Linked DNA regions of Sus scrofa: all the other regions are linked to region 1. The links are chromatin contacts, called in public HiChIP or PLAC-seq maps. All regions are on one chromosome and are shown on one strand. The core of a region is the stretch at or near the end of the contact, and the rest is flanking DNA. Distances in the headings are between cores, read along the strand shown.

Region 1 (2,616 bases), core at 39-2,538:
AGGCTGTAGCTGCCAGCCTGCACCACAGCCACAGCAATGTGGAATCTGAGCTATGTTTACGACCTACACCACAAGTCACGGCAACACTGGATCCTTAACCTACTGAGCGAGGCCAGGGATTGAACCTGCATCCTCGCAGATACTAGTTGGGTTCGTTACCACTGAGCCCTGACGGGAATTGCGTGTAATTTCTTATAGTAATAACTCTTAGATTATTAAACATCATTCGTATTTTTTAATTAAGAAAAGAAGTAACATGTACTCATTTATTAAGTCCAGCCTCTCTGTGCAGGATACTAGGAATCACAAAATGGCAAACAAGGATGCACTTTTAAAAACAGAAAACAGGAGTTCCTGTCACGGCTCAGCAGTTAGAGAACCCGACCAGCATCCAGGAGGAGGCGGGTTTGATCCCTAGCCTTACTCAGTGGGTTAAGGATCCAGCATTGCCGTGAGCTGTGGTGTAGGTCGCAGACACGCTTCAGATCCTGTGTTGCTGTGGCTCTGGCGTAGGCCGGCGGCTTCAGCTCTGATTGGGCCCCTAGCCTGGGAACCTCCATATGCTGCGAGTGCAGCCCTAAAAAGACAAAAAAAGACCACCAAAAAAAAATATATATATATATACATATGTGTATAGTTATAGTCACATTACTGGAAGACTTCAAAAACAAAACTCTCAAGGTCCCACTACCTTTATGTAATCACAAATAGTGGGCTTTTAAAAATTTACTTATAATCCCTTTTGTACCTCTTTTTAACAAAATTATTAACACAGTATACATTCAGATTTTGTTAACATCTTTATTAAGATGTAATTCAAATACTATGTACAGCTCACCCATTTAAAGTGAATAGTTCGGAGTTCCCTTCATGGCTCAGTGGTTAATGAACCCAACTAGGATCCATGAGGGTTCGGGTTTGATCCCTGGCCTCTCTCAGTGGGTTGATCTGGCATTGCCGTGAGCTGTGGTATAGGTCACAGATGTGACTTGGATCCCGAGTTGCTGTGACTGTGGTGTAGGCCAGCATCTGTAGCTTCTATTTGACTCCTAGCCTGGGGACTTCCATATGCCATGGGCATGGCCCTAAAAAGCAAAAAAAAAAATAAATAAATAAATAGTTCATTAGTTTTGGTATATTACATTATTGTTGTTTTTTTTTTCCATTGTCATAAAAGATAAATAACAAAATTTGTCATTTTAGCCATTTTCAGGTGTGAACTTCAGTGACATTAATTACATTCACAGTGTTGTGAAACCATCACCACTGTTTCTAAAACTTTCATCACCCCAAACAGAAACTCTGTAACCATTACGCAGTAATTCCACATTTCCTCCTTCTCTTAGCATTTGGTAACCTCTAATATTTTTCTCTGTGAATTTGCCTATTCTAGCATTTCATATGAGTGGAATTATACAATATTTGTTTATTTATGTCTGGTTAATTTCACTTAGAAAAATGGTTTCTAGGTTCTGCATTCAGATTTTGTCCTGCCTTTTTTAGATAGCGTATCAACATTTTTTGAAATTTTTTTTGTGTTGCTACATAGCTTTCATAATTTTTAAGAGCCATAAATCCAAAGTGATATTTGAGGTATGATACCTTTTAACTGGTTGTATTCAGATTCTTTAGGTTCAAATCATAGAAACCCAACTCAAATTACTTACGAGTAGGGGTTGATTGGCTTATGGAAGAGAGAAGTAAAGAGGTTATATCTGGCTATAAGCAGGTCCAGGGGCTCAGAAGGTGTCATTAGGTTACTGTCTCTCCCATGCTGTTGACTCTGCCCTCCTCTCTGTGGCGTCATTCTCAAGAAGCCACTTGTGTCAGTGATGGCCACCAGCAGCTCCAGCCTTACATTCTCTTAGAAGCTAGCAATCCCAGCAAAAGAAGTATTTATATCTCCAGCAAGAGTCCTGGGAATGATTCTTACTAGGTGACATGCCTAACCCTGGAGTTCAGAGATGGAATCCACATGACTTACCCAAACCATATGAACTAAATGAGGAAGAACTGGTTGCTAAGAGATAGTGCACCTATAAACATGTATCTTTCTCATTGGTGTATTAAGCTCATCTGGCTGGTTACATTTAACTTAAATATCATGAGTTCTTACTATGGCACAATGGATTAAGAATCTGACTGCAGCAGCTCAGGTCACTATGGAAATGCAGGTTTAATTCCCAGCCCAGAGCAGTGGTTAAAGGATTCGGCATTGCCACGGCTGCAGCGTGGGTCACAGCTGTGGCTCAGATTCAGTCCCTGGCCCAGGAACTTTCATATGCTGTGGATGTGGCCATTTTAAAACAAACAAACAAACAAAAAAACAACATCAGGAAATTGAATGAGTAATAGCACCCTGTCATTATGGAGACTAACAATGTTTTTGTAATGCTTTTACATAAATCAGGGGTCATCAACTTCTTTAGCCCATTTGTCTCTAGCAGAATTAAAGAAGGGCAGAGACCACAGAAGGACATGCATATGGGTAAAATGAAATACCATTACTAATTGCCTACACCATCCTGTGATTAATTATGTAATTCTGTCAAAAATGGCTGGTACTGGAGTTCCCGTCGTGGCTCAGTGGTTAGCAAATCCGACTAGGGACCATGA
Region 2 (2,616 bases), core at 40-2,539, 330 kb before region 1:
TGAATTTATTAATATTAAGATGCATAAAAGATAAAGTGGAGATACCATGTATTTTTTTGCTACATAAATGAATTTGAGGGCAGGGGCTAATTGCATGTCAAGTTTATTCTCCTTTTTTATCTCAAGGGCCAGACAAATGACCAGATTTTAAGGACCATTTCCAACCCTGACACTTGACAATCCAATAGCCCTCTCCTCACAGCTACAGTAAAAGCTATTGATTCTCTCCCTTTAAAACTCCTATAGGATTGTCCCATATGTTTTCCCTTCCTTTTCCATTTGCATTCTCCCTGTTGCCTCTAGCTTCATGAGGTATAGTTCTCTCTTATTTTGGAAAAAACAAAAACAAAAAGAAAAGAAATCCCTTCATTTGACTATCCTGTTCTTTTTTCTTCTTCATTTCCCTGACAAAACTTATTCCCCGCCTCTAGTCTCTGATGAGACTTTTTTTTTTTTTTTTCCCTTAACCCTGATTTCTATGCCCAGGTCCCTCTCCAAACCAGTCCTTTCACGGCCAAGCCTGCAGCCTGTTCTCAGATCTGTTCCCCCTCCCTGGGGCTCGACACATTCGCCGTGCTCCACTCCTCGGTGTGGGCCTCCCCCAGGATGCGTTCTTGGCCATCTGCTCTCCTGTCTGCCTGCTTTCTCCTTTGGAAGACGAATCCGTTCCCCTAACTATAATTAACACCTCTGTGCTGATGACTCCCAACTGTTGTTTTCCATCTTCACTTCCTGTCAGAGTTTGGACTTCTTGAGAGTACTAAGCCCAGTGATGGTCTAGCCCAAGCCCTGGAATCAAATGGCTTGGGTTTAAATCCCAGTCTCACTGTGTAAACCGTGTCACCGTTTAACCCCTTGTTCCTCATAAAGTGAGAAGAATAATAGCGCCTATCTCAAACCGTTTCCGTGAGGATTCAGTGAGTGTCTATGTGTAAAACACATAGTGCCTGGCACATAGTAAATAAGTATGAGCTATCATTACTGGAGGTTATACTCTCACTGCCAACTATATTTCTGCGTTGACAAACTCCTCACTTGCTCCTCTCCCCCTTTAACTGGAGAGGAGCAAATGAGGAGCTTTCTATGGTATCTCTAGTTTTCTATGGTATCTCTAGTTTTCCATGGTATCTCTAATTCTCAGACCCACAGTTTTGAACATAGGGAATAATCTTTGACTTACCCTCTACTTCATTTCCTCTATCCAGTCAGTGGACAGATAGGCCTTGTTAATAACTTTCCTGTTTTTTTCCTCGAAATGCCACTTCAATCTTTTTCGTTCCTGTTCCTCCTTCTGCTATGCTCCAGACTGGCCTCTATCTCCTCTGACACAACCAAAACAACCGCCTCCTCATCAGTCTCCATAGACTCAGCCTCCAACCCCCAAACTCTGGACATCTTTTCAAAGTCTCTGGCTGGTGTTCTGTCCTTCACTCAGAAACTTGCTGTTCTCCTCTGTTTTCATTCCCATAAGGTGGAGAATCCTCTAAGCAGGGAGAACTACTCTCTCTTTCTAGAGCTTCCTATACCTTTCTACCTCTCTTTCTAGAACTTCCATAATGAAGTTCTGTTCTGTGCAGTCTTATTTCCTTCCACTCACCTGCTTTGTCAGCTCTGTCTCCTGCTGCCCTGAGACCATCTCACATTCTTTCTGGCCTCTCTGCTCTCTTGCATGTTGTTCTCATCTGGAATACCCACCTCCCTTTTCTCCATCCACCTCAGTTCTACCTGTCCTTCAGCCCAGCTCAAACTCAGCCTTCTCCCTGAAGAGCATAAACCCATTTAATAAGCACTCTTTCTGTTATTGCAGCACCCGAAACCATCATTTGATTCTGATTACATATTTTGTAGCATATTACTCCATGTAGTTTCAAAAATATTCATTTTTATGTGTATTAGATTATAAGACCCTGGAAGGTTGTAATGTTTCCTAAACTTCAGTGTTCCTGCTCCACCTCTTCCCTGCCCTATACCAAGGGAAATCGTAGGTAAATGGTAAAGACTCAGAAAACCTTGGTAATAATACAAAATAATAGTAATAATAATAATATGCACTCTACTATATGCCAAGTACTCATCTAAGGAGCTTTACACATATTAATTTGTTTAATGCTCACAATAATTTTATGAAGTAGCACTATCATTAACTCCATTTTACAACCATGGAAACTGAGACACTGAGAGTTTAAGTATCTTGCCTACGGTTGATCACTAACGCAGAGTAATCTTCACATACAGAGATAAGTCAAAGAATGCAAAATATAATCTAGGAAGACTATATTGCAGAAAATACATGGAATACCAAAGGAAAAGAAATTATAGGATTCATCCTCACTTCAGTTATGGAAAATCACTGTATTCCTGGGTTATGAATAAGTAGGACTCACTTTTTTAAAAAAAGGATGAAATTCATCTTCCCTTTCTTTCTCTGATTCTAAATGAATCATAGAAGACACCTGAAATGACATCCAGGCCCACCTTCCACCTCCTTACTCTCTTTTTATAAGTGAGGCCACTAGGATGGCTTTGAGAGCTCAGCCAGCCGTGACCTTCAGTCGTGATGAAGTAAGCATCCCTGTAAATTGGCAACTGCTTTGCCCTAGGAGGAGGCACATGTTC
Region 3 (2,616 bases), core at 38-2,537, 260 kb before region 1:
TCACTGTGAGTCATAAAAAATTTGAAAGCCAGTGGCCTAGAGAAATTCCTGATATGAAGTACAGATGGCAGTGGCAGCTTTTCATTCAAAAGATTTATGTGGGTGGGCCAAGTTTATTTAAAGGGACAAAGCAGAAACACCATTGATGGGAGAACAAATGCAAACAACCTTTATGGAAACATTTTGCCAGTATATTCCAATATTCTTAAAAAGAATGAGTATTTCCATTTTCCCAAATCTATCCTGAAATGATAGTCCCAAATATACACTGAGATTTTACCACATTATTTATGAAAGTGAAAAATTGGAAATACCTAAATGTTCAACTTCAGGAGAATAGAAAAATTATTATATGCCCTGCATCGGCTCTCCTAAATTGACCTAGAAGGAATGGGAATCTCACTAAAAAGGAAAAGCAAAACAAAACAAAAAATGTAAATTATGACTGAACCCCTGCTCAGAGGTTACTGTGGGTTCACTTTCCCATCCACCGGCTTCCTCACTCCTTGGTCATCGGCTCCCTGACCCCCTTGCAGGTTTATGACAAGTCCCCAGGTGTCACCACCCTGTTGATTTTAGAACTCTAGTTTTTGGACTTTGTTCTCATCGTAGACTTCTGCTTCTTAAAGTAACCAGTTCTAGAATCTCAATTGGTACCCTGTCCTTACTGCCTCCTGTCTCCTCTCTTAATCCCTAACGGATATGTCTTCCTCCTAGACCTGCCTCTCACTGAGACCTCACCCATTAGAGAAAAAAAAAAAAAAAAAAAAAAAAAAAAAAAAAAAGGACAGGAAAATGTGACATATCCTATAATGTTGTTCAGCCACTAAATTTATTTTTATAAATAATTTTAATGACTTAGAGAAAGATTTATAACATCATTGTGGCTAGGTCAAACACCAAGACCTCGGCCTAAAGAGAAACCAACCATCTAAGGAGACGTGATCTGGGCCTTACCAGGCTCTCTTCACTGTTTAGCAATGTGTTTAGCAATGTGTGAAAGCAAAGAGGGAGGAAGTAGTTTCTTAGCATAATAAAGTCACTCATTAGTTCAGGGAATATGGACAAAGTTATGGAAATAATATACAGAATAGATTTAGGAGGCGTTTAAGGAAAGGAGTCCTCTAGATGTAGAACTTGTTTAAATTTCAGATTTAAACAAATCCAGGAGACAAAGAGTAGAAGCCAAAAGTCAAAGAACTTTGTTCTCCCACCTTCTCCAGCAAGAGGCCACCCCTCCTACCCATCATTCTTTGTCACTGTGGCCACCACCCACAAAGAGTACAGCTTTGGACCTGAAATGTTGGTTGAGTAAGCATTATTTCTAAAGGAAAAGAGAGAAAACTCAAATGCCTCCCCCCTAGGGCATGAGAATAACAAGTGAATGAAGCTGACCGAGTGTAAGAAAAAAGTGGGAGTGGTGGGGACTAGGATGGATGAAATATGCAGGCCCTGCCCTGCCCCAAAGGCAGCTGCTCCTCAGTTCCCATCAGCTGCTGCCCTGGAGGAATGTGGGCTTGGTGTTGTCAGAGCTCCATGATATTTTCAGCATCAAGAGATGATAGAAACCTAGGTTTTTATATGAAAAACATTCTAAAATAGGCCAAACAAAACATGTCTGAAGGTCTATCTCATACTTCACCAAAATGCGAATAGCTCCTATCTTTGAGTAATGGGATTTGGGGTCATTTTTTGTTTTCATTTTTACGTTTGAATGCATATTGTACAATCTTAAGAGTAAAAAGTGATGTTATTTTTATAACCAGAGAAAATTGTTACTTTTTAAATTTTTAACAATTAATTACTGAACAGAACATTAAAACAATGATCAAACAACAAATGCTACAGTAATTTTCTCTGGGTGGATGTTTACATGAGACTAAGGTTTTATAATATGTTTTCCTTCTCAACTTTGCAATATATCAAGAAATTCAGCCTAAGCATAGCAACATACCAAGCCTCACTCAGGCTTACTGATTCTAGGTTTGTGGTCATGATCTTTAGCAATTGTTTCCAGATCAGGGTTTATGAAAGCAAATTGTTTGTTCCATAATATTATCATCATTTCTATTTGATTAAGTATTTAGCCCAGACTCTCTAATATGCAAGTCTTCCTCATTCTGACTGGAGGTGTTGGAAAAAAAGAGCAGGTAATGCTTCCATCAGAGTAATTATAGGATAGTTGACTACATAGGGCGATTATGAGTAGTAAACGAGTTCCCATCTATAAAGCACTTAGGTGGGTGTCTGACACAAAGCAAGCATGAAATGAGTGTTAGCTATCATTGTTATTATGACTGCTGCTAGCATTGTCATTGTTATTATTATTTTATTATTCTGAAAGCAGCAGTTAAGAATGGAGTGGAAGAGATGTGAGAGGGAATGAACAAAAGAGGAGACATGGGAGCAGAAGAATAGAAGGAGACAGAAAAGGCATTTCTGATTTGCTGTTTCTTAACTTAGAAGACAAAAAGGAGGGACTAGAAGGATTGAGACTATGACAGATCTGAGAAATCATAGTAGGGCTGGTGGGCCCAGGGTAAGGATGTATCTAGTGGGATCCAGCAAATCCCCAACTATCTACTAGACCTTGATTTCTCTGACTGCAGGTGACAC

What was found. HiChIP or PLAC-seq counts read pairs in DNA pulled down with a chosen protein or histone mark.
Region 2: an H3K27ac HiChIP or PLAC-seq map of alveolar macrophages shows a contact between it and region 1. The contact joins two enhancer-like sites. A contact is called at or near these places in 1 of 47 Hi-C or Micro-C datasets (alveolar macrophages) and 1 of 2 datasets of contacts at active chromatin or transcription factors (alveolar macrophages).
Region 3: an H3K27ac HiChIP or PLAC-seq map of alveolar macrophages shows a contact between it and region 1. The contact joins two enhancer-like sites. A contact is called at or near these places in 1 of 47 Hi-C or Micro-C datasets (embryonic fibroblasts) and 1 of 2 datasets of contacts at active chromatin or transcription factors (alveolar macrophages).

What each region holds. Positions count from the first base shown.
Region 1 is chr5:33,018,968-33,021,583 of Sscrofa11.1, forward strand. All of the region lies in intron 12 of NUP107 (nuclear pore complex protein Nup107), which reads left to right. Among named protein-coding and RNA genes, the nearest start is that of SLC35E3, 29 kb to the right of the region's middle. Within about 2 kb of position 1,289, at least 1 of the 83 cell types and tissues checked has an H3K27ac peak or open chromatin away from gene starts, as enhancers often do. A contact at or near this core is called in alveolar macrophages, where this site is marked.
Region 2 is chr5:32,688,557-32,691,172 of Sscrofa11.1, forward strand. All of the region lies in intron 2 of LOC102164628 (a long non-coding RNA gene), which reads left to right. All of the region lies in intron 1 of LOC102164543 (a long non-coding RNA gene), which reads right to left. Among named protein-coding and RNA genes, the nearest start is that of MDM1, 16 kb to the left of the region's middle. Within about 2 kb of position 1,290, at least 1 of the 83 cell types and tissues checked has an H3K27ac peak or open chromatin away from gene starts, as enhancers often do. A contact at or near this core is called in alveolar macrophages, where this site is marked.
Region 3 is chr5:32,754,499-32,757,114 of Sscrofa11.1, forward strand. No RefSeq gene overlaps it. Among named protein-coding and RNA genes, the nearest start is that of MDM1, 82 kb to the left of the region's middle. Within about 2 kb of position 1,288, at least 4 of the 83 cell types and tissues checked have an H3K27ac peak or open chromatin away from gene starts, as enhancers often do. A contact at or near this core is called in alveolar macrophages, where this site is marked.